Linked DNA regions of Mus musculus: region 2 is linked to region 1. The links are chromatin contacts, called in public Hi-C maps. All regions are on one chromosome and are shown on one strand. The core of a region is the stretch at or near the end of the contact, and the rest is flanking DNA. Distances in the headings are between cores, read along the strand shown.

What was found. Hi-C and Micro-C count contacts between places; a contact is called where the count stands out from the background.
Region 2: a contact with region 1 is called in a Hi-C map of the N1E-115 cell line, with 5 times the contacts expected there. The contact joins two enhancer-like sites. A contact is called at or near these places in 1 of 15 datasets of contacts at CTCF or cohesin (the NIH/3T3 cell line), 10 of 484 Hi-C or Micro-C datasets (the N1E-115 cell line, adipose-derived mesenchymal stem cells, bone marrow-derived macrophages and 5 more), 2 of 115 datasets of contacts at active chromatin or transcription factors (the NIH/3T3 cell line and embryonic basal ganglia) and 1 of 9 other capture datasets (embryonic stem cells).

What each region holds. Positions count from the first base shown.
Region 1 is chr13:110,059,617-110,064,719 of GRCm38.p6, forward strand. Rab3c (RAB3C, member RAS oncogene family) reads right to left here. Exons shown (of 5, transcript NM_023852.5): 5 at 1-2,386. The coding sequence ends at 2,199. Among named protein-coding and RNA genes, the nearest start is that of Gm32881, 56 kb to the left of the region's middle. Within about 2 kb of position 3,630, at least 80 of the 459 cell types and tissues checked have an H3K27ac peak or open chromatin away from gene starts, as enhancers often do. A contact at or near this core is called in the N1E-115 cell line, adipose-derived mesenchymal stem cells and cerebellum, where this site is marked.
Region 2 is chr13:110,227,266-110,232,209 of GRCm38.p6, forward strand. All of the region lies in intron 2 of Rab3c (RAB3C, member RAS oncogene family), which reads right to left. Among named protein-coding and RNA genes, the nearest start is that of Gm41057, 49 kb to the left of the region's middle. Within about 2 kb of position 2,971, at least 46 of the 459 cell types and tissues checked have an H3K27ac peak or open chromatin away from gene starts, as enhancers often do. A contact at or near this core is called in the N1E-115 cell line, adipose-derived mesenchymal stem cells and cerebellum, where this site is marked.

The sequences.
Region 1 (5,103 bases), core at 2,380-4,879:
AAATGAGCTTGACAGCCATAGTATTCAATATGGTTGTATTATGGCCCAGGTCATAGAAATAGGATGACATCATATGAATATTATTGCAAAGAAATTCTACTTTATGCCCCTCACTTCTCTCTTTCCCTTTATGTTAATTTCTATGATTCTTGAATTTAGGTGTCATTAAAAATTTAAAAATCACCAGTGTCTTCTTATCTTTGATGAGCCAACACTTGCTCCTCTAGGTGTCAAAGTGGAAACTTACCACTAATTTATAAGTTTGCAACTAAGCACATGAGAAGAAAACATGCACACACTAGCCTGTCAGCAGCCTCGCCCAAGGGAAGGGTGGATCTTTTACACAACTACCAAAAAGGGAAAATGTCTGCCTCACGAAACTGTTCTGTCCTTCAAACTGGTGCCTTCCTAAGATCCTTGCCGCAAAGACTTCTGGAAGGCAGAGAGATTTCTCTTGGCATTTGGCACAGAGGTTAAGAGTTGTTTTTCTATTATTTCTTCTTCTTCTTCTTCTTCTTCTTCTTCTTCTTCTTCTTCTTCTTCTTCTTCTTCTTCTTCTTCTTCTTCTTCTTCTTCTCCTTCTCCTTCTCCTTCTCCTTCTCCTTCTCCTTCTCCTTCTCCTTCTCCTTCTCCTTCTCCTTCTCCTTCTCCTTCTCCTTCTCCTTCTCCTCCTCCTCCTCTTCCTCCTCCTCCTCCTTTTTTTTTAAGCAGGTTTCCCTGTGTAGCCTTTGCTATCCTAGAACTCACTCTGTAGAACATTCTAGCCTGAAACTCAGAGATCTGCCTACCTCTGCCTCCAGAATGCTGGGATCAAGAGTAGGCACCACCACAACCGGGATTTTTGCATATTATTTCTATATGGTCTTCAGAAAACCTAGAAGAGAGGACAGGATATTCAAGGGTCTCACCCCTCTCTTCAACCGCCATGGCTCATCAATTTTCTGGACCGCTCACCTCTATGATCTGTTTATCTTAAGCATGTCTAGAGACTTATGTAACTTTTAGAATTATAAATCCTCTGAAAAATATGGTTATAAAAAATGGTTTTTCCCCCTCAGTCAGGACTCATGGAAAGGTTACCTAATTGCCTCCTAAAGAGGGGGGAAGGCTTAGTTAAAGTGGAGCAGAGAACAGTGGTTGAAATGTTGGCCTACCTTTTATAGGAAGAGGGGCACTAACAAAGTTTCAAGCCAATTTCGAGTTCAGAATTGGTGGGGGTTCCAGAGAGCCATGGTGGTGTTTTGTGGTGTGAGACAAGTCGTTAAGGGATGGAGGTCACTCAGGTCATGGAATGCCACAGCTAGTCACATCCCTTCTGTAGTAGTAATTGCTCTCAAGCACGCAGAGATGAGCAGAATCATGGGCAAGAATCCCGGCAGTCAGGCCTGCAAAGCTCCCTTAGTGTTGATGTGGTTCAAGAAAACTTGCAAGGGCCTGGATTTCATTTTCTTTACTTTTTCTTTATCCCATGATCGAGTTGTATGGTTTGTAGCTACTTTAACTCATTATCTTCCTGCCTCAGCCTCCTGAATGACCCTGTACCCAATCCCTCAATGTTTTTCAAAGTCAACACACCCTTCTGATATTATTAACAAAAGTGCAATATATATATATATATATACATTTCCTACTGGTACACTGCCCAGACCTGTGATGGGGTCTCCAATCAAGAGCAAAAGTCCCACTTTCTTTTTAGACAAAGGCAAAACTAAGTTTCCTGACATCACTCCTTGGTCACAGCACGCACGCGCCCGCGCGCACACACACACACACACACACACACACACACACATGCGCACACACAAAGGGACTCTAGGTTATCATCCATACAAATGAAAAGCATGATATGAATCCGTGGCATGAAAGTTATTTGCAGTAAAATTATAGTCTGTAGTTTCTGCAATAGCTTAATTGAGAAAAAGGTTGCACCCCCCAAAAAGATTATGAAAGACAAATAAATGATAAGTTACATGCAAGTAGCAGGTGTTTATAGATGAATGATCCTTACAAATATAAGAGCAAGTTTGCCACATATTAACACAGGAAATTGCTCACGGTTTGAATGCATATATGGGCCACTGCCATCAAAGACTTCCTTCAAATAATTATTAGGCAGTATAATCGAAGGCTAATAGACCATTTATCAATGCTGCTTCTTGGCTGCTCTGGAGCCCCTTGGAGCTCCTGTGTGGGGGACATTAGCAGCCACAGTTGGGCTGTGGTGGAGGAGGGGTCTCCTTGAGCCTCGTGCTCTGCTTTGCCGCTGTGATGGCTGGGTCGGTCTCCAAGCTCTCTGACATTTTGTCACAAATGATATCTACGAGGCGCTCGAAGGTTTGCTTCACGTTGATGTTATCCTTGGCGCTGGTTTCAAAAAACTCAAACCCTGCAGGAAACACACAGAAACAGGCCCATCATTTCACGTTTCTGAAGTCCAATGGACTCAGTTGCGGTTTTGAATGTCGATGGGGCAAAGGCAGCGGTGGGAGATGGGTGCGATTTCTTAGACCGGAGATGACTGCTGGACAAGAAGCGCTACCCACTGACCAGAGCAGAGAGTTATAAAGAGGGGTTGATGATACTCATTTTATTTGTCTCTACTGATTCATTCATGATGTCTGCAACGGCAGAGAGATTTTCTGAGAGGAAATCAAGAGTTAACAGTAGTAGTATCATTAGGAACCCTCACCAGCCAGTCCTCTCATCCTGACTCCTTGCTCCCGCCTCTGGTGTGCTCATACATCTTTGTTGACTTGGCTGGATTAAGAGCAAAGCATGGGGCGTGTCTGCGACTGCTTTTCCAGGCCCAACTAGATGCTGTGGACTCTGACTTAATCAGTGACTCACCCCCTCGATGACATTATTGCTAGGCAGTGAGGGGTTGGGGCGGGGTTTAGTTGGTGTAAGTCCGTTACTGGAACTTATCCTGTATCCTCGGGTGCTATATTATTCAGGGTTATCCCTTGTTCTGACTCCTGGCCACCTTGGTGTGAATTGTTGTGTTCAGCTTCAAGGCTGACTTTTTGGAGAAAAGTGAGACGCCTTAGACAAAAAACCTGAGGATTTTTTGTCTGGTCGCCGTGTAGTCTTTTAAAGTCTTCTCTAAAACTGACATGACTTCCATTCTTCTCTCATTGCTGTATTATGTCAAAGTTATTAACGTTTTTGAACAAAAGATTTAGAAAAGGTCCTGTGCATATTCTATCAGAAGAGGGACTACGAATTTCCTATTCAATCCTGTTCTTTTTTCCCTGTCCAGTCATGGGACCAAGTAGTATCTAGCAGGACACTAGGTGGCGCTAAAGAATCACAGGAGTTACCGTAGACCTCCTTCAATCTCTGGGTATTTGAACTGAGTGTTAATGCAATAACCCTGCAGTCTTTGTAACGCTGTTTCAGCTTTCTGGTGGGGGCAGATTTCCTTCTCACCAGTACTATTTATGGCAGTAAAGTTTTTGAATAGGAAAGAAAACAATAAATTTTAATTGAGCAGCAAAAATACAAGAAGGTGGGAACCATGGCACAAGGAGGGTGGGCAAACCCCACTTCCAGGATGCGGCTGTCTGGAAGCCATCTCAGAATGCAGCTCTGCACACAATGTTATCATTCCATTGTTCGCATTCCCATTCTACCGGCTGTGCTTGCCTGTCAGTTGCTATGGCAACTGCCCCAATTGGCCAGCCGGAGATTGGTCTGGTCCACCGGGGGGAATGTTGATTTAGGATGTGCTGGGCAGAACACAGAGAGCCTTTTTTAATCCATTCTCAATTTTACACCCTATAAATCCTTCTGGTTACATCTGGCCCTATCTCAGAGGAGACACAAAGATTCAAAATGATTAAATCCAGTGAATGCCTGGCTCCTGGGACCAAAATGAAAAGCACAGTCCACTGCTTCGCATCTATGTCCACATCCCTTTAATAACTAAGAAATACTTGTTTTCTTGAAGGGAATTGAAAGGAAAAAAAATAAATGATTTTCATAAGTTAAAATTTCTAAGTTTTTGACACTACTGTTGATTGGATGATTAAACCCAAGTTACATTTTGACTGCAGCTCTGTTAGGATCCGAGCAACAGCCAGACTCAGGAGACAGATCATTAGCAGATTAAAGTCCTAGGAAACAGTGCAAGGTATTTCAGTCTACCTTTGGCTTCTATTTCTTTTTTTATTGTTTTGTGTCTGCACAGTGATCACGCCGTTCTCTTAGAGTAGAAATTTACCTATAGGCAAGGCCAGGTGGTGTGGACAGTGCTGATTTTTCTAAAGCTGGTGCATTCCCTACAGCTGGATCATTTACGTTCCTGATGGACCCAGGGCAGGGCAGGACAGGCACCCTCTGCTCGATGTCATTGCTTACTCATCAGAGCTCTTTGCTTGCTATTTTCTAGGTGCTAGTGTTTTTGTCCCAGAATTAGTAGGGTTGGGCATCATTCCAGAAGATTCCAAAACCACACCGGAGATGTGAGACCTCTGAATGAAACTTTGGAGGAAAATAATTCTGAAATTTGGGGCAAATCTGGGACAAGTTTCGGTTCTATCATCGTTTCAGCGGGTGCTTCTTTTACATGTGAGCGTCTGGGAAAGGGCAGAACATGAAGCACTGAGCCATTGCTGAAAGATACAGGCTCCCACCCCCCTTTATTAAATGTAACTCCGTTATCTGGTTATGAGGTCACCCTAGGATGATGGTGCGCAAGTTGGGAACAGTAACGTGATCTCTGATCACAGAATCCAAAATGTTCTCAATTTCCATCCCTTTCTGTATGTGATGATTTGTATATGCTCAGACCAGGAAGTGGCACTATTAGAAGGTGTGGCCCTGTTGGAGTAGGTGTGTCACTGTGGGCGTGGGCTAAAAGACCCTCACCCTAGCTGCCTGGAAGTCAGTATTCTGCTAGCAGCCTTCAGATGAAGATGTAGAACTCTCTGCTCCTCCTGCACCATGCCTGCCTGGATGCTGCCATGCTTCCCGCCTTGATGCTAATGTACTGATCCTCTGAACTTGTAAGCCAGCCTCAATCAAATGTTGTCCTTATAAGAGTTGCCTTGGTCATGGTGTCTGTTCACAGTAGTAAAACCCTAAGACACCGTGGGATCCTGG
Region 2 (4,944 bases), core at 1,721-4,220, 170 kb after region 1:
GAGCTGTCTCTTGTGAGACTATGCCGGGGCCTAGCAAACACAGAAGTGGATGCTCACAGTCAGCTATTAGATGGATCACAGGGCCCCCAATGGAGGAGCTAGAGAAAGTACCCAAGGAGCTAAAGGGGTCTGCAACCCTATAGGTGGAACAACAATATGAACTAAGCAGTACCCCGGAGCTCTTGTCTCTAGCTGCATATGTATCAAAAGATGGCCTAGTCAGCCATCACTCCAAGAGAGGCCCATTGGACACGCAAACGTTATATGCCCCAGTACAGGGGAACGCCAGTGCCAAAAAGTGGGAGTGGGTGGGTAGGGGAGTGGGGGGGGGTATGGGGGACTTTTGGGATAGCATTGGAAATGTAATTGAGGAAAATACGTAATAAATTAAATAATAAAAAAAGAACTGAGTGTAAAACCATTTTCTCACTGCTATCTGGAGGGTCCTGAGGTTTTGGAATGAGGAAGCTGTAAAGTGGAAGCTCGCTGCGACCTTGTGTTATTGCTCCTAAGAGGGCTGCTCAGAAGCTTCCAGGACAATCAGAATAGGACTTGTCATGACTGCAGAATTACATCCAGTTCCATTAACTTTCTAAAGTTGGGGATTTTTATGCTAGTGAGTTTATTCTGATGAACGTGTGGCAACCACACATATACACACAGACACACACACACACACACACACACACACACAATCATTCAATGTGTCTGCTTCACATTAGTAAAAATGAGCTGCTGATTCCAGACTCTGTCTCCCAAGGGTAGCCTTAGGTAATGATCTAAACAAAGAAGAGCCTGGATCATGCATCAACTCTCAAGAACCAGGAGAAGTTCCTGTGGTTTTCGTTGTTGTTCTCTTCCTTTTCATACAGATCATGGCTTCATTGTATATTACAGAAAACCATGTGGGGCCTCCTTCCATATCTATAAAGAAGCTCATTTCACAAATCTAAAAATCAAAGAAATCACAGATCAGACTCTGATTGCTAAAAGGGGAGACACCAAGATTGTCTTCATCTTTCTGGTTGCTACATAGTCTACGGGACACCATTTGTAAATGCCAATTTAATTAATGCATCAGGCCACAATATAAGTCTGTGATAGAATGCTTGACTAGCAAGACCCTGGGTTCAGTACCTGCCATGATGCATTTGCAAGACACCATGGCTACTGGGAAAGCAATGTGCTGATGAAAAGCAAGTTCTTCATGGACCATTCACCTGACAGCTTTGTGTTTCACTTCTCATCTTCCAGCCAGGGTTCAGAGCCCCAGAACAGGCTCAACTCATATCCAAGGAGCTATTTTGTATCAACACTTATATGTAAAACTTTGGTTATCATAACACTAGAATAGTATTATGTCCACATACTGTGTCTTGTGGAATGTTTACTCTCAGATGGTTTTCATCTTCAAATCATAAAACATAAGCCCCTGTTTAACCTGGAAAGGTTGCTCTGATGAGAATATGAGGTGACATCAACATACTAGGTGGCACTTAGTATCAGGAGGAAATGTCAACTTCTAACCTCTAGACTGGTTTCATCCAATCAGATACATATGAGGCTGCATGGAAGATTATATCTGAGTATTGGGCATATCTTTCCTATGTCATTTAAAAAAAAATAGGATTGATTTATCTTGGGCTTCACACAGTGCTATCTGTTTTCGGATAATCCTTTGAGGTGACCCGGCCATAAAGTGTTAGGCAATGTTCAGAATGGAGGAGGCAGGGGCAGGCGGATTTCTAAATTTGAGGCCATCCTGGTCTACAAAGTGAGTTCCAGGACAGCCAGGGCTATACAGAGAAACCCTGTCTCGAAAAGACAAAACAAAAACAAACAAACAAAAAACAAAACAAAACAAAAAACAAAAAAACAAAAAAAAACAAACAAAAAAACAAAACAAAACAAAACAAAAAAACACCAAAAAACCAAAAACAAAAAAAAAAAAAGAAAGAAAGAAGATAGATGAAGTATAGTGATAACTATGAAGCTAGTGTATAGGGCATTTATCATTCCAAGGGATGACTTTCCTTTTAATTGGCTTGAGTGCCTCATTCAATATCTCTTGAAGGTAGAGAATGTGGGGAGGAGCTGCACCTCAGATGGCAGAGCACTTGCAACGGAAATCTAAGAGAAAATCTGGACTTGACTTAATTCAACTCCTACAAAGGATTAAGGATCTGAAGAAGCACTCCTCCCTTGCATCTGGATACTTTGTGGGTGGCCTGCAGTTCATAATCACAGCCCCAGTCTGTAGAATGGACAGGGCAGCCTGTACATTATCGTCGTTAGCTGGCTCTGCACACATTAAAATGGCACAGCAGAAAGAGCTAAGGTCCAGCTTACGGAGAATATTCACAAGCTTCCTAGTTGAATGTGTTAGCCATGTCTGATCACGATCTCATTATGTAGTGAACATGCTAAACCCAGGTGAGTGATGCCCTGCCCCCACTCATGATGAAGAGGTTAGAGGTAAAGCTAAGATCCAGGTAAAATTAATTTAGAAGATTTCCATTTTCACTGAATACCCTGTACCTGCTCACAGCATTTTCTATCCATCTGTAAGAGCCCAGTGCATACCAGTGAAAGGTCTGTGCCTATTTCTTCCTCTCTAACTCTATGGCAGTCTAGAAGTCTGTCGAGTACCCATGAGAACACTGTCATCTGCTTTACTATAAGATAGCTGGTGTGTTACTTGTCCTGGTAATAAGGTTCTTCCTCAGAAACCTCATGTTCAACCCACTCTCTTAAAACGCACCAGAAAAGCTATTACTTTTAATGAATGCTAATACATGTGATATGACATACCTGGTGTTAACATTGCAAAAATATAGAACAACTACAATCTTTCATGACACTGAGTCAGGAGGCATTTTCAAAGCCAACGACAGCATAGTATTTGGACAGAGTAAGGCAAAGTGCGTGAGCAGAGAGCGATCCTTATTATAACTCAGCCTTGGGGCACGTATGAGTGGTGAGTCAGAGGTTTGTAACCACTTAAAGACAAGACCAAAATAGCAACCAAGCATCCTGTCCAGGAATAAGTAAATGGGCTCTCTCCTCCTTGTGAAATCCTTAACAGAGCATGGTTCATGATCCTCTGTGCTGGTAGGCTGTGTAGAGGCCCCAGAGAGCTGCTGTGGTTGACCAACCACAAGACACCCAAGTGAAGGTGAATGAGGGTAGCCTCTAAAGTCATTCTTTTCTTTCCTTGGTTCCCATCTTCACTCCAGTCTGGAGTGTCCCACACTCACCTTGGCTACATTCTGCCATTTCTGGCATGCCTTGAGTCCCACCTCTGCCTTTTACTACCAGTTAATTTCTGCTTGACATCAGAGTTCAGAGAAGTTATTAGTTCTTGAAAAATTACCCCTATGAGGCTCCATGGCTCTACTCTGTTGGCACTCACCATTGCCTGGTGACTTTCAGCCTTTGCAAGTTACATTGGTGGCTGCCACATGTAACTTGCCTGACTTAGGAAGACAGATCTATATCTTCCTACTCTTTGATCTCATTGCCTAGAAACCAGTGTGTGCCCATAACACTCATCTGTAGGCTCATTGTATTGCACAGTGGGTAGGTGGGCAGATGGATGGATAAATGCCGAGGCTTCATCTTTTCAGTAATCTCTAGAACTTTCAATAATTATCCTACTTCGAGAATAATTGATGCTCTTCCCTTTTTTTGTACTTCCAGCTAATCATATTTCACTCATCTGTATAAATCTGAAACACAGTTTTCCTATTAGAAGCGAGACACATTATCGGTCATGGAAATATATGTTCTACATGTTCATTTAGGAGAGCTACATGACAGAATTATAATTCAGCAATCTCCCGATTTGTTTGCTGTGTTGTTAATAATCATTTCATGGCTTTTGCTGACATACTGCTGCCTCTGCGGAGGGAGGCCTCTCCCCTGCACCTAATATGTCCACTGGCTGTCATCCAGTTAACTGCAAGAGTCTCCGACTAAACTGTCCTCCATCACTGTCCTGGAAATTATGTTTCCCAGATGACAGCAGCTTTGATTGTAAATCACTTTTCACAAATATAACTTGATTTCTGAACTACCCAGTTTGCTTATTAAACAACGAACACCCAAGTCAGGGCTCCCATGTACTCTGCAGCTATGATTTCAAGGACAGCCTTTTCTCACTGTGCTCCTGGGAACCCTTCCCAGCCTCTCTGACAGGGCTCTTATTGATGTGGAAAAGATAGAAGGAGGCACAGAAGCCTGTGGGTTGTAATCATTTCTCTCCATCTAAGTCAAAATAGACTGAACAATTTTATCATCAGCAATAGCGTGGAGATGAAGAGTTGTAAATGAATGGCCAGGAGAAAGACAGGAGACTATCTATCCTCAATTCCTGATTTTTAATCAGTGATGAGAATCTCTTTCTCACTCACAATATCCATAGCAACTCGGGTGATGAGTGTCTGGATGAAGGAGACCGAAACAAGCTAACAGAATCCCCACCATCCTTCAGAACTTGTGTTCTGCTCTGTTCTGCAGGGGTTCAGGGTACAGAAGAATCTGATGCTTCAAGGAGGTCATGGAGGATTAGTACCATCTGTGATTTGGAGAAACATCTCACCATCTCTGGGGCTTCCAGACTTAAGCCACTATATTTCTAATTTTATATATAAGTAATAAATATTTTAAAGTTCCAGCTGTTCAGTGTTTGGGCTTTTAAACAACTTTTGATAACTTAGGTAAAGAGGCAATTATGCCCGTTATACTATAACAATTCTGTGACCTTTCTGGACAATGTTTATGAATTATTTACTTCTTATGTTCTTTGACAAAAGCAACTTTTAAAAGGAAGGCTTGATTTTTTTTTTTAACTGACAGTTTGAGAATAGCTTCTACCAAATTAGAAAAGTCACGAAGGCAGGAGCTTAAGGCAGCTGGTGACCTCCCAGTCAGGAAGCAGAAGAG